Regions from separate parts of the Camelus bactrianus genome. Here region 2 is linked to region 1. A link is a contact called in public Hi-C data. All regions are on one chromosome and are shown on one strand. Each heading gives the region's core, a stretch centred on a gene start, on an enhancer-like site or on the middle of the called end of the contact. The rest is flanking DNA. Distances are from core to core; before and after follow the strand shown. Region 1 holds the start of PSMA2 (proteasome 20S subunit alpha 2). Region 2 holds the start of COA1 (cytochrome c oxidase assembly factor 1).

Region 1 (3,240 bases), core at 524-3,023:
TCTTCAGTTGGCTCCCTTTCAACTTCCAGCCCCCCAAAGCACCCCTAAGCACTGGACTTTACTGGACTACCCAATCTAAAGTTACGTTCCTTCTTTTGCCCCCTCTTTATAAAAATTCCCAAGTAAGAGAAAAATCTTCTTCAGAATGCATCAGCAGGCATCAATTGGTTTACCCACTTACTGTCAGTATCCCCAATAAATGTAATCCTCAAGAACACTTTCTCGTCCTATAGTATTGTCTCTTGTCACTTCCACCATTAATAGTTTAATTCTGATTACAACAGGCTAGAAACAAATGCTTTTAATCTAAAACAGAACTGTGCCATCATGTTAAAAATAAGTGTAGTTTACTAGGAATTTATTATAAAGAGTCAGCCTCTGATAATAATTAGTTGTTTTATGTTCCACCTCCACTAGGATTACACTTTCTTAAAGATAAAGGGCCAGGTTTGCTTTCTTCACCAATAGGAACAGTGACTACGGGGCAAAAATTGTTTTCTATCATTGTATACGACGAGATCTTTAATTAAGGAATGAAATTAATTTCACTCAAAGAGGAAAAATTTATTTTACTTATTATGGCAAACTGCCAAGAGTAAGGAACACATTTTCATATTTAAGAAGTCATCATATGGTAATGGAAAGTGTATTAATTTTGTCCTCAGGAAGCAGCCAGTTTGAATGTTAACTCAGCTACTCGTTTACGATCATGCACAAGTTATTTCATTTGTCTGAGCTGTGGTTTGCGCATGTGTAAGATGCTGAGACAACATTTATCACACATGGTAGTAGAAAGAGATGGAGTAAGCTGTACCCACACAGAAAGTACTCAACAAGTTGGATCCCGCCCGCCTTTAGCAGCGAGGAAACACACTGCAATTAAATGGGGTATTACTGATCCGTAGGAAAAAGGTCAAATTGAATCCTTCCCCGGTTAATTTCTTAAGTCTTTTGGTGATGGTTTTCTTGAAAAATGTACTTACATCCTAGTTCTAAAGTAGTTCAAATCCTACAATCTTTTTTTATTTTAAGTCAACATAGCCTCCTTCCAAAGTAACAGCCGAAACACAAATGTAGCCTAAGAGTTTGGCGCCCACAATCACTAAGGGATAGAAAGATCAGCGCTTTCATTTTCAGTCCTTCAGCTTCTAATAGGGCCATCGAGAAAACCGAAAGCGGGAAGAGGTTTCGAAAAACATTCCAAGACCAAATGCAAACTGTAAAGTTGGAGCTTTCCGAGAAAAAAAAGGGACCCCAGAGATCTGACCGAGATTCCGAGCCCCAGAGGCTCCCCAGTCAGGCCTACTTGGGTCAGGAAGGAAATCCTGAGTTCTGAACGGGACACCCGGAGACAGATAATGCAAAGCTGCCTTCTTCTCTAGCCCCCAAAGCGAAAGCAAGTCCCTGCGTGAGGGCCTCATCCTCCCACAGCTCCAAGGTCGCCCTGGATCCCCCAAATCGCGTTCCCATGACCCCCGGCACCACTGCTCCCCAGGCCGCGGGAGGGCCCTGCAAATGACTTTGCAAAGTCGCACTTCCAGCCTCATTCCCTATTGGGCCCCCCGGAGGCACCAAGCCAGAGACCAGGATGTAAAAGACCGGGTCAGCTGAGCTCCTACAAACTCGGCTAAACGGAGGACCTCAGGGGCCCCTTCCGTACCTGAATGTAGTCAGCGAAAAGCTGTAACCACGCTCCGCCATCTTTACCCGGAGACCCAACGCACATCCGCACACACGCGCACTGCGGCCTGAGTCGTTTCATTTCCCCTCCCCGAGCCTTTCTTTCTCGCTCTCTGATTGGAGGAGAGGCAGAGACGCTCCTGGGGCATGCTGGGAGTTGTAGTTCCGTGCCCGGCTAGCCCCCGACTTTGCGTTTGTGCGCATGCTCGAGGTAGGGGCGACCCGGTGGGCGCGGCCTTAGGGCGAGCAACATGGCGGCCTTCATGCTGGTCTTGGTGGTTTCGCCGCGGCCCGCAGCCCGGGGACTACTCCGGAACTTTTGGGAGCAACTGCAGCGGAAACTTCAGCTGAGCCGGCCAGGCCTTCCCCGTTCTCCATGGGGTACGTAAAGGAGGTCTCCGTGGAGAAGGGGTTGGGTGAGGGGCCCCAGGCCGCGTGGTGGACACCGCTCTTACGCCGCCCTGCTCCCGCGGTCTGATCTTCCGCCGCGCGTGGGGGCCGTCGTCCGGGACACTTACTTAGGAACAAGAAGAGACAGCTGTCTCTGCCCCCCAGTCTCCTGCGAAAAAAGAAAAGCCCTCCAATTGTCCCATTCGTTTACAGAATGTAACCCAAGCGCATCGCTTAGCCTCAAGCGACACCACGATCCAGATCCGCTTCTCTTTTCTTTCCAGTCGTCCCACCCCCTAAAGCAATTTGTCCTCTGTGCAGTTGAATGTTGATCTTGTTTCCCCCGAAAACTAAATTTAAATGAAAGCATCCTGGGTGTTAAAACTGTCATGGCTTTGACATTTACATTCTACTCGATTTCGGAGGTATCCCGAACATGATAATGATCATGCCCAGGCCGACTGAACGAACAAAGAGCCCACTGTATGTCGAAGCCTACATAGGCTTCTGAGATAATCGCCGCCACAATCCCATTAGGTGTCTCCCCTTCTCAACTGAAAAAGTAGGCTCCGAAAGGACCCAAGGTCACACAGGCCGTCCAGATCCTGTGCTATTAACCCCTGGGCTATGCTTAGCAATTCTTTTAGATATACTGAAAAGGAATGCCAGTTGTTAAGTGTTAGACACCTTGTATATTTTTAAGAGTTCCTACAATCAAAAGAGGTATTGCAAGTCTGAGGAAAAACAGCAAGAAAAAAGTAAAGGAATCTATTTGAGTTTATAAACAGTTCAGAAAAAACAAAAGGGAAACGTTGGTGGTCACATAAGTAAATTAATATCCTACAAAGTGTAATGAGCTAGCTCTTTTCCTTAAAGAACTGAGAGGAATCAAGATTAAATATTTCGAAGGACCAAGTGATGGATCTACCAGGTTATATGACAGAGGATCTAACTCAGTTTGATTATAATAAGAAGGACCAATCAACAGTTATCTCCGTGCCAGCGGGAAATGGCTTTTGGAAATCTCAAGCTTGGATTTAGTTGTAAACGTAAATCTGCGCCCTCAAGTGGAATGTGCATATTTGAGTGTGGGTTTTTTGTTTTGTTTTGTTTTGTTTTGTTTTGTTTTGTTTTTTGCCTTGATTGTTTTAAGTTAGATGTCTGTCAGAC
Region 2 (3,240 bases), core at 426-2,925, 580 kb after region 1:
ATGTCCATCAACTGACCAACGGATAAATAAATAGTGGTCTGGCCATACTACAAAATAAAAAGCTATAAAAAGAAGTGAAGTACTGATACATGCTACACAGATGAACAAGAATGTTCAGTGAAAGAAGACAAGAAAGACCCCACAGTTTATTATTTCCTGTACATGAATAGTCCAGAGTAGGCAAATATATAAACAGTAGATTAGTAATTGCTTAGGGCTAGGAGTAGGGTGAGGGGAGGAAATCAGGAGAGACTGTTAATTGGTTCAGGGCTTCTTTTGGGGGTGATGAAAACTGTGGTGTGGGTTGTACAACTCTATAAATGCACTAAAAACCAATGTATATTTTAAAACTCCATGGTATGTGACTATATCTCAATTAAGCTGTTATTTTTCAAAAGGACTGGAGGGGTTTTTTTCCTCCCATTATATCGCCAGCTCCTAAAACAGTTCCTGGCAGTATCAGGAATTCAATAAATTCTAATTGAATGGAGAAGTAACTTTCTAAACGTGGGTAAACCATTTACAAAACTCTGTCATATCCAGAGATGAAATTACTGCAGGTTGGCATGAGGAGGGCATACGAGTGTTTGTAGGTGTGTTTTCCATAAAAGGAACAAAAAATTCAGCAGAAGCAAGAAGGAGGCAGTCTAAGGAATTTGTATTATCCTGCATCAATGGAAAGGTCTGTAACATTAGATTTTAACACAGTCAGATCTGGCGGGGGGGGGTGGTGTATGTGGAGGGAGGAAGGTAGTTTTGGGGTTTTTAATGGAGGTACTGGGGATTGAACCCAGGACCTCATGCACGCTAAGCATGCGCTCTACCACTGAGCTATACCTTACCCCCTAGATCTGTGTTTTAAATGTGTAAAGTCTAAGTAGAGAGTTGCTACTTCTATCCAAAGGTGAAGCAGGGCAAGACTCCTCAGGCAAGAATGGAGAGGAGTTGGGAAAATACAGCAGAATCAAGTATCAAATTATAAGCCTATTTACGGATTTTTTAAATTACACAAAGCCCTCCTCTCACAGACACACACACACAGGTTGGTTGATTGACAGACATTCACACAGACATATACAAACACCTGAAAATCACTTACACTGACAATCACTTCTGTAGTCAGCCCTGGGAAAGGAGCTCAAATGTGACGGGGACATAAACTACTGTGACCAATAAGCCAGAAAATTCTTTTCTACACTCATCAGGGCAGGGTCCTCCTCAGCCTGTGGGGACCACCGAGAAAGTGCCCAGTTCCACCTCTTCACAAATGTGCCCCTGGGACGCTCGGCAAGGACCACAGGCAAGGCCACTCCGTTAGCTACCCGGGAGGGGGCACCTGGTAGCACCCCGAGGACTGAGCCCACCACGGGACCACAGGCGCCACACAAGCAGCCGAGGGCCGGTAGGTGGCCCCTGAGGGAACTCCCCTCGCAGCAGCCCACCTGGCCCGCAAACGCGGCCTCCGGGACTGCGGCAACAAACGCACCCGCGGCAGCAGAGACCCTACTCTTTCTCCCGCGGGGCCGCTAACCTGTCAGGCGTAGACGCACCACGCCGGGGAGCGCGCGCGGTTCCTTCCGGACGCGGGGCGTGGGGAGCGGGTGGGCGGAACGCCGGCGGGAGGACACGCCCCGCGGGGAGCAGTCGAGACTTCCGGCGTCTCCTCCTCACGTGGCTAGAGCGTCGGCAAGCGCGAGCCGCCGGCTGAATGCGGCCCCGCGGCGCCCCAGAGGCTGATCCTGTGGAAGTTTCTTGCGCAAGCGGACTTCGCCGAACCTCCTACCCGCGCCGGGAGACGATTTATCTCCTTAAATCCCCGCTTGTTTTCTGCGCCCCGTTGGCCCCCTGTGCACATTCAGTCCCGCAGCGGTTGCCGAGGAAATTTAAACCAGTGGCTCGTATTGCTCCTCACCTGGCGCTTGGGCTCACCTCCAAGCATGCAAAACCACGGGCCATCTGAGCCCCGTCTGACACTGAAGTCCAACTTGCCTTCCTCGGCTGAGAAATTTGACAACACTAACTTTTGTTACTCACTAAATATTTATTAAATGCTTACTGTGCTTCAGGGAATGTAGTGCTAAGAAAGCCTGTAGTGGTCTCTGTTCTCAAGCAGTTAAGTAGTAAAATGGATAATAGTATTTACTTTATAGATTTATTGTGAGGATGTAAAGCACTCCGAATAATCTGGCACTTTGTAAGTGCTCAATAAACGCCAGTTATTATTTTCATCTTGATCATTCCGTTGCCCTCATTGCTACTGTTAACGTCATCTTTTACTTTTTTAATGTTATGTTTGAAGTCCAGGTGTTACCGACGCAGGCTCCTGGACTCTTTAATCAATAGAAATTGGTGGAGGCCAGAGGAGAATCCCAGGCAAGGCTTTCTTGAGGGTTGTGCTACAGCAGGAGGGAGTGAAAACAAGAAACAGTTGCCGCTGAAGGCAACTGCTTTGGCCCTTAAATGGAGTTAAAAATGGGGGTGGGTCCTTAGCTTAGGTGGTCTGCCCACCACCTTTGTGGTGCCATGTGCAGGGGTCATGTACCCTGTTTCTGCTCATGGCACCTTGGAAGTGGCAGTTGGTTTGTAGCCTTTTTGTACCTTATTGTTCATAATTGCCCCAAGTGCAAATGTGTGCAGTTATTCTTAGTCCCTTACAGTTTCTTTGTATTCTGTTGCTCAAGAACATGAGATGTGTGTCCAGGTGCAAGCACTCCAGTAAAGGGTTCCGGGTCCCAGCCTACCTCACAAGTACCTTTCTTCCACAAAGCAATGAGTCTTCACAATGGGTGGGTCACCTAAATTTGATAGGTTCTATTATCAGACTAATCAAGTTTAGTCTAAGGCAGTGGTCTTCAAAACCATCACACATCTCCCATCAGAAAAGAAAATTAGATTATGTATGCGTACTATGTATGGTATTGATACATACACATACTATAAAACTTTCACAAGAAATAAAACTTTCAAAAAGTGAGATAAAAAATATTAATACTTTTGTTTTCTTCCCATAAAACAGACAGGTTCCCATACATACATCCCATGTCTTTGATGCCCACTGGCTAAATAAGCGCATTATCAAAGCAGCCTGTTATTAGATTATGAATCCCCAGAATAGATCTTTTGTGAGGAATTAATAGAAACTAATCAGATTTTGAGGTGCTTGAACTGTAAGGGCTATTTGAATGGTTTCATACATCAGAGGAAATGAAGAAATAAAATATGCATCCATCAAGTAATCAC

Evidence for each region. A called contact is a pair of places that touch in the nucleus more often than the background predicts.
Region 2: a Hi-C map of liver shows a contact between it and region 1, with 7 times the contacts expected there. The contact joins the promoter of COA1 here to the promoter of PSMA2 in region 1. A contact is called at or near these places in 2 of 2 Hi-C or Micro-C datasets (blood and liver).

What each region holds. Positions count from the first base shown.
Region 1 is chr7:82,601,957-82,605,196 of ASM4877302v1, forward strand. It overlaps PSMA2 (proteasome 20S subunit alpha 2), which reads right to left and starts at 1,774. Exons shown (of 8, transcript XM_010969556.3): 1 at 1,661-1,774. The coding sequence starts at 1,701. It overlaps MRPL32 (mitochondrial ribosomal protein L32), which reads left to right and starts at 1,890. Exons shown (of 3, transcript XM_010969555.3): 1 at 1,890-2,061. The coding sequence starts at 1,932.
Region 2 is chr7:83,177,463-83,180,702 of ASM4877302v1, forward strand. It overlaps COA1 (cytochrome c oxidase assembly factor 1), which reads right to left and starts at 1,676. Exons shown (of 5, transcript XM_074367704.1): 1 at 1,532-1,676.